Linked DNA regions of Gossypium hirsutum: region 2 is linked to region 1. Evidence: chromatin contacts called from public Hi-C data. All regions are on one chromosome and are shown on one strand. The core of a region is the stretch at or near the end of the contact, and the rest is flanking DNA. Distances in the headings are between cores, read along the strand shown.

What was found. Hi-C and Micro-C count contacts between places; a contact is called where the count stands out from the background.
Region 2: a Hi-C map of leaf shows a contact between it and region 1, with 6 times the contacts expected there. The contact joins the promoter of LOC121228147 here to the promoter of LOC107914412 in region 1. A contact is called at or near these places in 4 of 34 Hi-C or Micro-C datasets (all in leaf).

The regions. Positions count from the first base shown.
Region 1 is chrA04:18,386,820-18,394,731 of Gossypium_hirsutum_v2.1, forward strand. It overlaps LOC107914412 (RNA-binding protein CP33, chloroplastic), which reads right to left and starts at 4,374. Exons shown (of 4, transcript XM_016843325.2): 1 at 3,777-4,374; 2 at 3,556-3,657; 3 at 2,746-3,054; 4 at 2,290-2,663. The coding sequence starts at 4,232. The coding sequence ends at 2,547. LOC107917372 (nuclear transcription factor Y subunit A-10) reads right to left here and starts at 7,147. Exons shown (of 6, transcript XM_016846730.1): 1 at 7,132-7,147; 2 at 6,464-6,558; 3 at 6,313-6,384; 4 at 5,899-6,039; 5 at 5,493-5,737; 6 at 5,231-5,363. The coding sequence starts at 7,147. The coding sequence ends at 5,231.
Region 2 is chrA04:18,631,109-18,639,020 of Gossypium_hirsutum_v2.1, forward strand. LOC121228147 reads right to left here and starts at 2,721. Exons shown (of 4, transcript XM_041111324.1): 1 at 2,291-2,721; 2 at 1,893-2,000; 3 at 1,452-1,794. The coding sequence starts at 2,590. The coding sequence ends at 1,483.

The DNA.
Region 1 (7,912 bases), core at 3,124-5,623:
TGATTGATTTTTTTCCTTTGTTGAATATTGAAAACTCATTTTAAACTTATGATCCCTTCATTGCATTTCGTCCGTTTTTCTTACGGTTTTCATTATTTTTCCTATTTTCTTTATTGCTTCGAGTTTTTCTTATGCATATATCCTCGCACATTGCATTGCATGACCGATGTGGTCACACCTTTTAAGTGGGAGTGAGAAGCTATGTCTTCGTGAGGTTTTCACTTCCGCATAGGCTAGTCGATTACTTCCGGGATACATCCGTACCTATGATTTCGTGAGATTTTCATCTCCGCATGGTCATAGGGAAATGTATTCCCCTGAACCGAACTCGATTCATATGAGCCTATAATGGGTGAGGATCGAGGAATCTGCTGGTTCGAGTACCCTTACTCTAGAACCGAGCCACATATAGAGAGACCTATGAGCTTACCCTAAGTAGAGCCACTCCGAACCCCTAGTGGTCACCCGAATAGGTGCTTTATTTGTTATTTATTTCTCCTGTACTAACGTGTTTTGTTTTTGTTTTGTTTATAACTGCATTGCATTACATCATCATAGAAAGGAGGTGTTGATTCATATTTGATTGCTAAATAGAACAGTTTGTCATAAGAAAACGAATTTCTTGATAAAGTAGATTATAACACGGTTGTCTAAATATGGTCCAAGTAAACACAATGAAAGAAGGCTGATAGCCCATGAAGAAATACACAACTTTGTTTCATTTCTCGAGGATTAAAACCGACAAAGGTTATTCGAGAGCCATCACGTCTCAACTTTCTTAAAGGAACTGACGAGTATCGCGGGGATAAGTGAGCAACAAGTCACAGCCTGGATCAAGCAAAAAGGAGTTAATGGGGACATCTTAGAAAATTCGCAAGACTCGACCATAACATCCGGATATGAAAAGAAAGATAGGTGTCTTCGCTTGGAATATGAGAGAAAGGCCGTATATGTAATCCGTTTTATGTAAAAGAATTTGTTTTCTAGAAAAGTTGTTCTAATGAAATTAAATTCAGAATCAACGCCTTCCTTTCTTTTGCATTCATTCCATACATTTGCATTGCATTGCATCATTTGCATTAAACTTTCACTAAAGGACCTTAATTAGGTAAAATTATTTCAGAACCGAAAAAGGATATGGGCCAAAGGTTAGAGAGAATAGAGCAAAGGCAAATACAAATGCAAGAGCAATTGATCAAAATTCAACAAGATATGCGAGAACAAATGCTAGAACTCCAAAGAAATATGTTTGAGAAATTCAAAAAATCGTGCCCTAACGTGCTAGGTTTCGATTTTTTTCCGTTTGATCCAAATGATCGAATATCCTTTTGAAATTAAAATGCATGAGTTTTGAAAATCAAAAGACAAGCTTATTCTCGATAATTTAAAATGTCATGTCCTAACATGTTAAATGTGACGTTTAATTACTTCGAGATAAGGTCTTTAGCTTCCATTTCGATTTATTCAAATATTTTTGTAAAACGAACATTCATAAAAAGGGATTATATTTTAAATTTTATTTTAAAATCTTTTCAACTTTCGACATCAAGACATTAATTAATCAATTAGGTACCGATTTTAGGCGTTACCAGGGTGCTAATCCTTCCTCATACGTAACCGACTCGCGAACCCGTTTTCTCAAATTTCGTAGACCAAGATCATTGTTTTAGTAAATCAAAATATTTTATTAAAATGACCAAATTTCTAATTGACCTGATCACACCTAAACAAAAAAAGATTGGTGGCGACTCTCAATTTTCGTTTATCATTTTCAAAACTAAAGTCGACCCCCGTTTTTTTTTTAAATAACAAAAAATAGTTTCAACAGTTATTATCACTGTTCCTCCCAAAGGAATTCGTATACCTTTTACATTGAGAAGTTTCTCTGTGTCATCTCTCCAAACAAATTTATCATTCTCCGCCAATGAAGGATTGGTCTAGCCAGAAGTTCACTAAGGCCCCTGTCCTGTCATCAAGATGCGTACTCAGGATGCTGATGTCCCGGTCTTGACCGAAAATTCTCAAGACCAAGACCACACCTTACTGCTCCATATTGGACCCCCAAGGAATCCGAGGGGTTTGCTCAAAAGAAATCCGTGACATTACTCAGCTAGAACACTTGCAGGTATTTCTGGTTGCAATTTTAGGTATTTCGTGTGTTATGCAAATCATGGTTCATGGGAATTGCCCAGAAATTTATCAAGACCCAAAGTTCATAATTGGCCAACTCAACCTTAGTGCAACAAGAAAGAATCGAAGTGACTATTTAACCAAATAAGAATGGACGTCTATAGGAATTTTTACTTTTGGAATTGTCATAATATGCATAACTCAAACAATGTAGAACTACATATAGTCCAAAATTTAGAAGTCGAGTGAATCATCTCCCTTCTCTCTATGATTTACATGCAACACATTTTTAATCAGTTCTTGAATAAGGTGGAAAATGATATTTATGGAAACATAATCTGGAAGTGAAAGGTAATATATCTGCATAATTTTCTAGATCCTCCTTTCAAAATCACCTATTTGTTTTAGTATACCTATCAAACAGTGACGCTTGAAACCAATTCGCTCCTCTCAAGACTATTTTCGGCAGGCAAAGGAGTACGAGGAGCTCTATCTGCAGCCATATTTAATCGTAGAGGTCGACCTTCAACCTCCTACAAGCGTGACCATATTGAAACACACATTAAAAAGGGAATCAAAACTTCAATGCTGAGTTATTCAGTAACTGACTCTTACCACTCCATTCATGGCAGTTAGAGCAGACTCAACGGTCTCTGCTGACTCGAAGGAAATGAATCCAAAACCACGAGACCTTCCCGTGTCCTTTTCATAGATGACTTTAGCACTCAACAAGCCTGGCTGGCTAGCAAATGCGTCTCTGAGACCTTCTGAAGTGACACGCCAACCTAGGTTTCCTGCATAGATCTTGTAAGGGCTGTCGATAAAGCTTGTGTAACTTCTCCGAATCCTTGGTCCCATTACTTCCCTCTCACCTCCTTTTGGGACCTCCGGGAAGTTCACCTTCACTGTCCGACCTCCGACTTGCTGTTAGCATTTAGGAACAAACAATTTACTAGTAAGTCAAAATGGAATATCCCACAGAAATGGTGCTCCAAAAATCAAATAAATACCCTTCAATTGTAAACCTAATAATCATATAATCTAATTGAATCTGACATTAAGAGGATGGAAGAGTAGAGGGCTTTTGTGTGGTTCTAGGAGTGTTGATCATTAGAAGAAGATGAATCATGCAGGATCCAAATATTAGCTCTTTAGAGCAATATTTGCTCTGATGTCATAACAGATAAACATAGTTGATCTAAGACTAAGTTGAGATAATGATTAAAACCGGAATTCAAACGGAAGTAGTTCCAACAGTCAACATCAAATGTTTAATCAGGCAATGCAAACAAATTAGTGATAAAAAAAAGAAGAAGCTACTTTATGGTCTTTTCGTCTATACATTTATAATATTTCATTGGGAATTGAAGGTTCAAGCGATGGTTAATGTAGAAAGTCAAAATAAAACTCTATTATTGAACTTACAGATCCATCAAACAGTCTAATTGCTTCTTTGGCCTCATCAACGCTCCCCATTGTTACAAAGCCAAATCCCCTGCTCCTATCCGTAACTCGATCATAAACAATCTATTAAACAAAATTAAACGAGAAAAAACCATTAGCCAAAGAAAAAAAAAGAACAAGGAAAATAAAGTAGGATAACCCAAAATCGAATGGTTAAACAATAAGAAAAAAAATCCACAAACCTCCACTTTAGCAACACTACCAGCCTCACTAAAAATCTCAGTTAACTCAGAAGAAGTCATTGAATAAGGCAAATTCCCAACATACAACTTTCCTTCTTCACCGCCAGACTCTGAAACCTTATCTTCTTCAGCTTCCTCTTGTTGTGGTTGTTCTTCAAGGTCTTGAGATTCTGTTTCTGGGTATTCTTCTCCACTGCTTTGGTCATCTTCAGTAACTTGGAAGCTGTCAAAAGCTGCTGAAAAGCAGGGCAGACGTGGGAGAGATAAGTTAAGAGACAAAGGAAGGGAATTGAGGCTTTGGGTTTTGAGGTTGGAAGGTTTTAACTGCTTAGAGCTAAGTCTTGAAGGAAGGAAGTGAATCGATGAAGAAAAAAGAGAGGAGGGTTTGGTGTTATTGTAAAGTGAAGAAGAGACAGCTGCAACACCGGCTGCCATGGGGAGTGTAGGAGCTGACATATTTCTCCAAAGAGAAGAAATGGATGACCAATGGAAACAATGAAAAGAAATGGGATATTCTAAAAGGAATTAAAATGGGAAATGGCTGGAAGATGGATAAGGTTCGGCAGGATTTTTTCTGTCTTTCCATTGAAGTGTCCTTAGTTGGTGTTGGTCCAGAATCTGGATTATCAACTTTGGGTTGGATTCTAGTTGGGCCACCTGAAACTAGTAAAACATGAACCCATTATATTTCTTTACGGATTTTCCTTTGCAATTTTCCTTTGGTTTAATAAATAATTTAGTATTGTATTTGATAAAAATTAAATATTTTGGTTCATAAAGGTAACAGTGTTAACTTTTAGTATTGAATTCAGGTTTTAGAGTTGAGTTGATAAAAATTTATAGTCAACCTTAAAACTCGAATTAAATCATATCAATCATATTATATATGATAAACTAAACACAAGATTAAATAAATTCACAATTAGTATTAAATTTATTTTATTAAAAAAATTATGAAAAATTCAAACTTAATAATATTACCAATTAACTTCCATTAAATTAACCCTAAAACTTGAATTAAACACTAAATAATTAACCTTGTTACCTTTAAGTACCAAAATATATAACTTTGATCAAATACCAAATTGGACCAAAAAAATAACACAAATACCATATTAAATGGTTTCATTTTCATTTTAACTACCAACAATAATCCCAAGATCATACGCGGAATTATACATGAGGAAGCAAAATGGTATGGACAAATTTAGCACTTCTCAAAGTAATCCAACGAAGTAGATCAAGAATATAATATAAAACACATCTAATACCACAACCATAAAGATTATTTCACATATACCTACATAATTCCGAGTTAGGAACTCCACAATTCTAAACATTTAGGATTACAAAAAAAAAATAATAATAATAATTAAACAAACTTTGAAGTTTTCTTTCTTGTTGGATCAGTGGAAACACTCCATTTATATAGTCTGACTGATCCATTATATATCTTATACTAGGTTTAATTGAGCATCTTCCACCATACCTAAGAGAGCAATGGCGTTGAGAGTGGTAAAGAAGAGCTTTAAGTGAGACGAGCCAAGAATGATTTGCCTAGCAACCGAAACCTGATCCCTTTGGTTGCTGCAGGGAAAGTGGGAAACCGAATCCCCACTAATCCCCCGAGAATCAAATTTTCAGGTTGCAACAATACTTATCTGCTATTGCAACCCACTTGCTGAGATCCCCCCTGGAATACATGCTGCTGCTCACCTCTCTGACCCTGAAAATGTTGAGCCTCCTCCATTTGGTTCCTTGTACGAGTTGATGGTTCCACTGTCAGACTGTAGGACTTGAGAAATTTGTGAGCCTGTAAGCCGAGAAAGTTGCCCTTCATTAGCTTTCATCATCTGCATTCCATCTTTGCCGGTGTTTGAACTTTTTGTGTTCAAGAAAAGGCCTCCATTTCCCCTTGGATGACGCACTGCGTGCAGATGGCGCGAGTAGTGCAAATATGGCTGTAGGACAAAAGCATAATCTAAATATTTCATGCAGTTTTCAAGTCAAGAACCATCTAGTACTGTTTAAATATACCATATCCAACTTGTCTCCACAAAAGCTTGGGCCAAAACTTTCCCAACTAAAGGATTCAGAAACCAAAAGAAAGAAGATCATATACCTTCCGAGCTTTAGTCACTTTAGTCTCAAGTGCAGCCTTTGCACGGTATCGCCGACGCCTAATGATTCCATTGTACTGCCTGGCATTTACGTATATGGGTCCGTCCTCAGTAGCCAAGTTCAACGGCAGCATAACACGACCCTAATTTCATACATTTGGGTTACATGAGCATTATATAGATAAAGAACATTTCGACCATGGTCATGAGGGTTAGCAAGAATTAAACAGATCCAGTTATAGATGATTTGGAGCTATCTCTCAACCGTAGAGCATCCATTGCCACATATGTGGCTCATAATCATTTGATAGATCAGAAAGAAATAAGCAGATCCAGTGCCATATATGACGATAAAACTCCAGCAGTATAATTAATTCAAGAGAAGTTGTTAGGTAGAGAAAATAGAAGAGACAAACCGAAAATTGAGGTCCAAAAGTAGGGAAAACTCCATAGCCTTGATCCATTAAGTAAGGATATTTTGCACAAACCTACAGTTTTTGAGTCCAAAAAGGTTATTATTATTAACAAAGGTAAGAAGGTGAGATGAGCCGGTTTATGGAAGATTACCATGGGCTGACCAAGTCCATGTTCCGACTGAAGTGATTGCTGCCTAGAGATGATTGCCTTAAGCATTGGTTCATCCCCTGAATCATTGCAATCACCTGAAAGAGAAAACCAACTAGCTTGTTAGTAATCTTCAGCAGTTTTTGCTCTTCTCTACCATTGCATGCACCCTTAAACTTTGGTTTCAGTTCAACATTACATGATTCATCAAGATTATTTAACAAATGAAATTATATGAAAAGCTTTCGAATAAGGGAGATTCATGTGCTTAAAAGTAAAGGCATTGGATTCAACCTTTTACTGAAACTTGTATATATATTAAATAGGGTTTGTAAATTCAGTCATACAATCAAATCTCATCTATAAATAATTATAATTATAATTCTACATCCTTTCAGTGTATTATTTTGTACTTAAAGTTGATTTTTTTTACGGTGATATCTATATTTGACAAAAATTATATATTTTGATATCTAAAGATAATTTTGTCTATTTTTTTATCATTTAATTCAAATTTTAGGATTGATTTAAAGAAAATTAATTGCTAATATTATTAAGCTTAAAATTGTTAGTAATGCAAATTTATTTTAGCAGTTACAAACCATTATTTCCAACAATTACAAACTGTTTTTTACAGTTACAAAAATGTTAAAGATTTTTCTGACCATTACCTGAAAATATTATCATTTTGCCCCTTCCAAAATCCTATAATAGGAGGCATTTTTCCTTCTGATACATAATTGAAAAAATAAAGCTTTTTTTACTCTCTCTTGACTCTCTCATTCTTTCTAAAACTTTAGAATTTTTCTTAAATTTCATTAGAGGAAATTCTATTTAGGAGTTTAGGTTTTAAGCGGGACTGTCTGTGACTCCTCCAAAACTTTCCTGGGAATTGATCCTAGTGTGATTTTTCCGATTAATTCTATTTTCAGATTATTTCAGAAGTATAATATCAATTGATTTTTACCTTCCTTATTTGAGTGTACGAATATTGAAGAACTTTTTTAACCTTCAGGGACAATGTCTAATATATGATTACACCAATAAGGGTGAATTCATTTCTAAGGCAGTGGTTCTTCCATGACACAGCAATACTTTATTCATTTAATCTTCATTTATTTTCCAATCAATGCTAACAAGTTTATTTTGTAATAGTATATTTTCCAACAAATTAGAAATAAATTACTACTACTGTTAAACATGTATTCCCGAATCAACAAATATATTCCTAATCTCTCTAAGCTCGAACATCTTGATGGAACTAACTACTGCCATTGGTCCTAAAGGATGGTCATATTCTTCAAACAACTTGAAATTGACTACATCCTCTTCAATCCACTTGTCACCAAAAAACCCAGAGATTCTGTCACTGTTCTCAGAGACTCGAATGTTGATGCCACAAAGTTCAAGTTTGAAAAGGACAACAAAATGGTCAGATATCACATGTTAAGC
Region 2 (7,912 bases), core at 1,471-3,970, 240 kb after region 1:
TCTCCTATTTAGCTGGTTCTACAAGGATTGAAGCTGTGGATAAGGCTCTACAAGATAGGGATGCACTTTTACACAATGCTCGGGATAGACTCTTGCAAGCTCAGCAACGAATGAAAGCCACTTATGATTTAGGGCACAGAGAGTTGAATTTTAAAGTCGGGAATTGGGTTTGGTTATGGCTTCAACAGTATCGACAATTGACGATAACTAAACAGAAGCATCACAAGTTATTGCCAAAATATTTTGGTCCTTTTAAAGTCTTGAACAAAATAGGATCAGTGGCCTATCAGCTTGAATTACCTACAGGCAGCAGAATACATGATGTATTCCATGTTTCTTTCCTCAAAGAATACAAGGGACCTCAACTAGATGCGGTAGGAGACTTGCCCTTAGTATATGATGGCAAGGCCTTGCCTACTCCACAAGCTATTATTAATACCAGGCTTAATCGAGGTCGGCGGGAACTATTAGTGCAATGGGCAGGATGTCCTCAAGAAGATGCCACTTGGGAACCAATTGATAATTTTCGAGCAGCTTATCCTGAATTTGAGCTTGAGGACAAGCTCAACTCCGAGAGGGGGAATAATGATATAGATGTTTTCATTGGAAAACAATATCAACGGAGGAATAGGAATTAGAGTTTTACATTTATTTAATTTCTTTAAGAGTTTTAGTTTTACTAGGTTTTCTATTTCCTTATAAACTTTAAATTAGGAATTCTATTAGGACTTTAAATTAGAAATTAGATTAGGATTTTCCTTTGTAATTACCAGCATATAAAAAGGCTGCCAATATGAAACAAAGGGAGGAGTTTATTTTTTATCACAAACGTTAGTTTGGGAAGGGGGTTCAGTCAAAGACGAATCTGCCTTTGAGTAACCATAGGTCGAAGTAAAGATACTTTCTCGTCTAGACCTGTGACTAGATCTTACGCCAAGGTGCATAACATTTTCATACTCTCACTCAATCATTTATTTATCCACATGATTTAAATAGATTAACTGAAACAAAGTAAAAATACATAAAGTACTATATGATTTAACATTCTGGCATCGACTTGGGGGAAAATATTTGCAAGATAGAAGGCAAGAAGAGCAACCAACAGACGAAAATTAAAACTATACTCTAAATGCAAGGACGGATTGTGGAAATAGCATTTTAATAAAAGCTATACGGTGCAAAATGAGCTAATAACATGGTATTGAACTCCAATCAAACACGAAAATATTACAAAAAACATTCAAAGTTTAAAAAACTAAATAGAGTGAAGAATGAAGTATTCATATGAATCAGATCTCTATTTGTAATCACAAAAAGCTATTCTACCCGATTTACAAACATAAATGTCATAGTACAGTAAGAGCACCAGTTTCATCCCAAGGAGTAGAGGCAAAGACAGATGTAGACATAACATCAATAGAAAAGCAGAAGGAAAAAGAATTAAAACTTACCAATAATAAAAGCCAACCAGTAGAAGCACCATTAAAATATCTTATTATACTGGCTGGTGAGAGAATCTCTGAGGTTAGAATAAAGACCAAACAGTGAGTACTGCCGAAGATTCTCCACTTCATACCACGAGTTGAGAGCAGAAAGGTGCTTATCGGTCCCGGAAAATGCTAGCTGTATCCCGAGACTGCAATCGACAGACCCTCCATGGTTTTTGCAGCTGCTCGTGTTGATTGCACAGTTTTGCTTGTTTAAACACACAAAATTTGAATTTCCTGAGCATTGAGCACATCCATCCCTTTTCCAAAACAAGTTTTGCAACCTTCCTTTCTTAAACTCAAGCACCTGCATAAACGACAATTATCATCAGTTTCTACAGACCTCACAAGGAAAAACTAATACCATAAGAAGGGGAAAAAAAAACATTCTGGTTAATCGCTTACAAGAGTGAAGCTTGTTACAGTGTATGAACTGTTTGCGACAAAAGCGGGCAGGGACCTTGCAGCGTATTTTCGACCAGAAAATGCAACCATATACCCACCAACGGAGTCCTGTAAACATCAAAGCTTACATATTCATGTTATACAAGAAAACATATATTCAACTGTGTTATTCGCTTCGATATTAAATTCTAATCGTTTTCTCATTTTAATTGATTGTGCAAAAAGCAAACACTAAACGGGAACTTAAAGATCAAAGTAAATGTACTAATTTAACTGATTATAATCCATGGATACCGTATCCAAAGATCCCATAATTTCATAATTTCCATAGTTGAAAAATTCATGAAATTATTAAACAGAAATGGAAAAAAGAGAGAGAGAATTGGAGAGGGGCTAACCGGAGAGAAGGAAGAGACGTTGATGGTGAGGAGAGATATCTCGTCAACTTTAGGTCTAAAGAGAGCGACAGGAGAATTGGAGTTGGAGAGAGAGAGGCGGCGGTCGCAAGGAGACAACTGAAACGAACTGTCGAAGAAAAAAGATTGCCTTGATCCGAACGCGATCCCGAACGTGAACCCATCCGATAACTGCACTGTGGTGTCCGAACACGGCGTGTACGGGTTGTTCATGTCGTCACTTGATTCCACTGCCGTCATCATCAGAAGGAGAGGAAGAAAATAAACCGCCGGTTTCACCATTTTTCAAAACTGGAAAATATCCCTTCAAACTTTTGAAGTTGTGTGTTTTTCTGGTTGAGAAAGAATTGAAGAGATCGGGGGGAAGTTGAGAGTAAAAAGGAGGTTGGAATTTGAATTCCTTATGTGTTTGGGCCTCAAAGCTGAACCGGAGATTCAGCCCATTGTGTTCAGGCTAGAACACATCGAGTTGTATGATTTATCTATCAATAATTTATAAACTAGAGGCTAAACTACCCTATTGCTCATTCATGTATTACTCTATTTTTGTTTTGGATTTTCAATTGTAAAATGTTTTAGGTTTATCTGATATTGAATTTTTTTAGTCACTCATTTATTAAATCATTAAAAATATAAATGACTTTTCTTTTAATTGAAATAATATCAAATTTAACTAGCTAACATCTTTCAATTGGGCCTAAATTCTATTTACAAAATAATTTTTTTAAAATATATAAAAATACATAAATTTTAAAAAATATGAAAAATAAAAAATAAGTAAAATATTTCAAAATATTCATAAAAATAAAAAATAGATAAAAATCCAAAAAGATGGAATGATCAATTCCTTTTCTCTTTTCTTGATTATGCTTTTCTAGAATGAAATGGGTTGTGAAGAGATTCTTTTCTTGGTTGATCTTTGTTTGGGTTCTTGTTTTTTTTTTTTTTAGTTTAATAGATTTATTAGTTGGATTTAGCCACTAGAATTGTAAGGGCCTAACCACATGATTAGGCTTAGAGTTGCATTTAGGATTGTTTTGGAGATTCAATTGCTAGGTGGGATTTTTCTTCTTTCTTTCATTCATTCTTTTTTTATTTTTTTGCGAGGTGGAGTGTTAGGGTGTTGATTGTTGTTAAATTTGGTGATGAAGATGAAAATACAAAAAAGAAGATACTTCTACGAAAGAGTTTCTATTCAAGAAGTAAAACACATTAAGTTACAAATGAACATACTTTAATAGCTAAAAGGCTATAGAACTAACTAACCCTTTTCAACTAACTTGCTAACATACTCTTAACACTCCCTCTCAAGTTGGAGGAGTGATAGATGTCCTTCACCCCTAATTTGGAAACAAGATAACCATGTTGCTGAACTCCAAGTGCTTTAGTCATAACATCAAGAAGTAGTTCTTTTGTGCATATATATTGTGTATGTATGAAGCCCTGTTGAATTTTTCCCTTATAAAGTTACAATCGATTTCTATATGCTTAGTTTTTTCATGATAAATAAGCCTTGTTGCAATTTGAAAGGTTGTTTGACTGTCACAATATGGTTTTGCAAGTTGCATATCTTCTACTCTAATGTAACACCCCCGTACCCGAGACTGTAGTCGGAGTCGAGCACGAGGTGTTAACGGACTTAATTCATTAATTAAACAGCTCAAACAATTTATTTTAGAATTTCCAGACAAGCTGGCTAACTGCGTCATAGTCACTAAAAAAATCATATCTCGAGTTACAAAACTCGAAATCCAATTCTGTAAATTTTTCCTGAAACTAGACTCAGATATCTACTTACTAATTTTTTTCTAGAATTTTTGGTCTGGCAAATTAGTACAGTTTATTAGTTAAAGTGTCCCCTGTTTCAGGGTTCGGCTACTCTGACCCATGTGCACTACAATCAAATTTCTTCCTGTACAGAGATCCAATGACTATGAATTTTGTTTCTTTTAAAAATAGACTCAATAAGGAATCCATACATATAAAATTTGGGTCCTAATTATTTTTACACAATTTATGGTGAATTTATAAAGTCAGAACAGGGGATCCAGAAATCGTTCTGACCCTATTTCACCAAAACGTAAATTTATCATAAAATACAACTTTTTTACCTATTTTGTTTCTTCCACATTAAAAATAGATTCATTAAGATTCAATTACATATTTTATTCATCATATAATTCTATTTCTACTATTTTTAGTGATTTTTCAAATTCACATCACTGCTGCTGTATGACACTATTTTATAGCCAATTTCACCATTTTATGGTTTTCCATGGAGTAGGTAATACATTAAGCATACATAGCACTAAATATAAATTTTGATTAGCCATTCCAATAGCTAATCATCAACAAGCATTTCCACATCACTCATTCACCATATCATAAGATTATATACACAAAAGGATTATAATGCTATACATGCCATATTCCCAAAATATGCAAGCCACTATACCGAAATGGTCTGTTGATAGTGTGAGTGTGCCTCCGACCGTCTTGATCTCCAAGCCGGCTTGTCAAAACTACAAGGAATAGAAGGGAGGGAGTAAACATAAATGCTTAGTAAGTTCACATGTAAATAGCAAGTAACATAACCATGCAATAATACGAATTCCACATTTGCATAATATCACCAAAGCATTCATATCATATTTCTCATTCATGATCTTACCATATTATTGTTATATTGAAGTCTCAACCCGAGGGTTAAGTACATACCTGTACAAAGTATCCGTTCTACAACACTTACCAACTAGTCACTTTCATCTTGAGAATTCTTCCATTTCACTAGAACTTTACCTGTTGAACACAATCGGAATATAATTCGGATACATGGATTTCATGCACGTAAGTGCCATACCCGCAGCTAGACAAACTCAATAGCCTGCGGAAATTATGTAGCTAAGCTACCATGTAACCCACCCATAAGTGAACTCAGACTCAACTCAACGAGCTCGGGCGTTCGCATCCATAAGTGAACTCGGACTCAACTCAACGAGCTCGGATGCCTAGTTACATCTTACGAACTCGGACTCAACTCAATGAGTTCGGAACTCAAATATCTTAGTGACATGTCACTTGTATCCTAATCTATTCCCAAGGTTCAAACGGACTTTTTCCTCGATTACACATCTTTTCCCTCTTCCACAGAATGTTGAAACCGATACTCGGTAGCAATTCATATTTAACAAGTACCACACATAATTTGCATATTACTCAATAATAACCACAAAGCATAATATTTCATGATATTAATCATCATATCATATAAATAACATTAAATTACTTAAAATGACAATTATGTTACTACATTTACACATGAACTTACCTCGTATGCGAAAATGGTCATTTTTACCATTTTGTCCATAACTTGGTATTTTACCGATTTTAGCCCGAATTTCGATTTTCCTTGCTCTATCATTTCAAATATAGCCTAATTAGGACTCATATTATTCAAATCAACCCAAAATCATATTTTTTTCAAAATTACAATTTTGCCCCTAAACTTTCACATATTTACACTTTTGCCCCAAATCTCGTAAATTAAACTTCACCCTATTTTCTTATGTTTTGTGACATGCTGGTCATTTTTCCCTTCTATAGCAATATCCAATTCTCACTCTAACATGTATTTATGAACATTAGGTATTTTTACCGATTATGTCATTTTAGTCGTTTTTACGTAAAATCACTTAGCAAAAGTTGTTTAACACAATCTCAAGCTTCATATTCTACCATAAAACATCAAAATTCATGCATATCATTCATGGGTAAATTTTTAAATATAAACCCTAGCTCAAAATATTGGTAGAAATAGGTAAACCGAGCTACGAGGATTTCAAAAATGTAAAGAACATTAAAAACGGGCATAGAATTCATATACAATCAAGGCTTAAAAGTGTTGAAACCCTAGCTATGGTGGAGAGCAAAATTCAACAGCAATTTATGGAGAAGATGATCATTTTTGTGTTATTTTTCCCATTTTATTTCATTTAATATCCAAATGACCAAAATGCCCTTCCTTACTAAACTTTCAAAAATTTCATCCATGTCCAATTTTTTTCCATAAACTTAGAAATTGGTCAAATTGCTATTTAAGACCTCCTAATTAATATTTCAAAGCAATTTCATACTAGAAACTTCTAGAATGCAAGTTTTGCAACTTATTCAATTTAGTCCCAAATTTCAAATTAAGCACTTTATGCATTGAATTTCTTCACGAAAGTTTCACACAATCATGAAATAATATTATAGACCTCAAAATAATTATAAAATAATTATTTCTATCTCGGATTTATGGTCTCAAAACCACTATTCCGATTAGGCCGTAATTTGGGATATCACAACTCTCCCCCCTTTAGGGATTTTCGTCCCAAAAATCTTATCGGAAAAGTGGTCTTCACTTAGATTCCTCAATTTCATATTCAGTGCTGAAGAACTTTCACTCAGGCAATGCCTCCAATATATCTTTTTAATTTCTCATATATTCTTAAAGCTTATGGACTCATCTCTCAATTGTTCTTAAATTTTCAACCCTTCTCAGTTTCCCTTGTCATCTTGACATAAAACCAGATCTCAATTTGGTTAATGGGGACTAGAATTCCAAGAAATCCAACAATAAAAGGGACCTGCACTATTCCAAAATAATCATACATATTTTCATCATCAATAAATCACAATCCAATAACATCTGAATCAAATTACAGTACACGTCATTACACTCTGAATTAATAGGTAAATTTTCACCGTGAGCTTCATACAATTCTTTCTGTATAAGCCTCGGAATAATAATACCATGAATCAGATCCAATTTGAAATTCAACATCAGAAGTCGATCTTCACTGTACTCTTTTAGTTTACTACTCACTATCACATTTTCCTCTTTCCGCTACGGAAATAATTCTGATATAGCCTCGAAAATAATCCTTTCTCATTTTCATCCTAATATCAATACTGGCAGAGATAACTCTGGTAGATCCTGATGCTCGGCTTTAACCCCATTAACAACTCAGATTTTCCGTGGCATCGAACGCTCTAAACTATTACATTACCTTATTGTCTTGAATCACATTACAATTCATACAGATTGAACACTCGAGTCGATCTTAATCACCAGTGAATGACATTTCAAGTAATCCTTTCTTCTAGTTACAAAACAATTCATCATGCCATCCTTTACTATTCATTCCTTACGTTAATCAAAACCGTCTTAATTGTATTAGCTCAAATAACCAAAATATCTCAATTGAAGACATTAACTATAAATGACTTACTTGAGAGAAGTAATCCACCATACCGATTGAAACTCGCACTTTTATCACTTATGCCTTTACTGTTGTCAAACTTTACACGAAAATTAGAAAAATCGCAATACTGAAATCACCACATTACCTAAATCAAATCAGAAGTATAGTCATACTTGACAAGATTATCACGAGCTAAAGAACGCACTTCGAACATGAGTCATAATTGACAAATTACGGAATAAAGATAACAAGAAAACCGAATAAAGAAATCCAAGATAGAGAAACCCAGAATAAAGAAATCTAGAATAAAGAAACCCAAGATACGATACTATGCCGGAAAATCGAAAACCAAACTCAT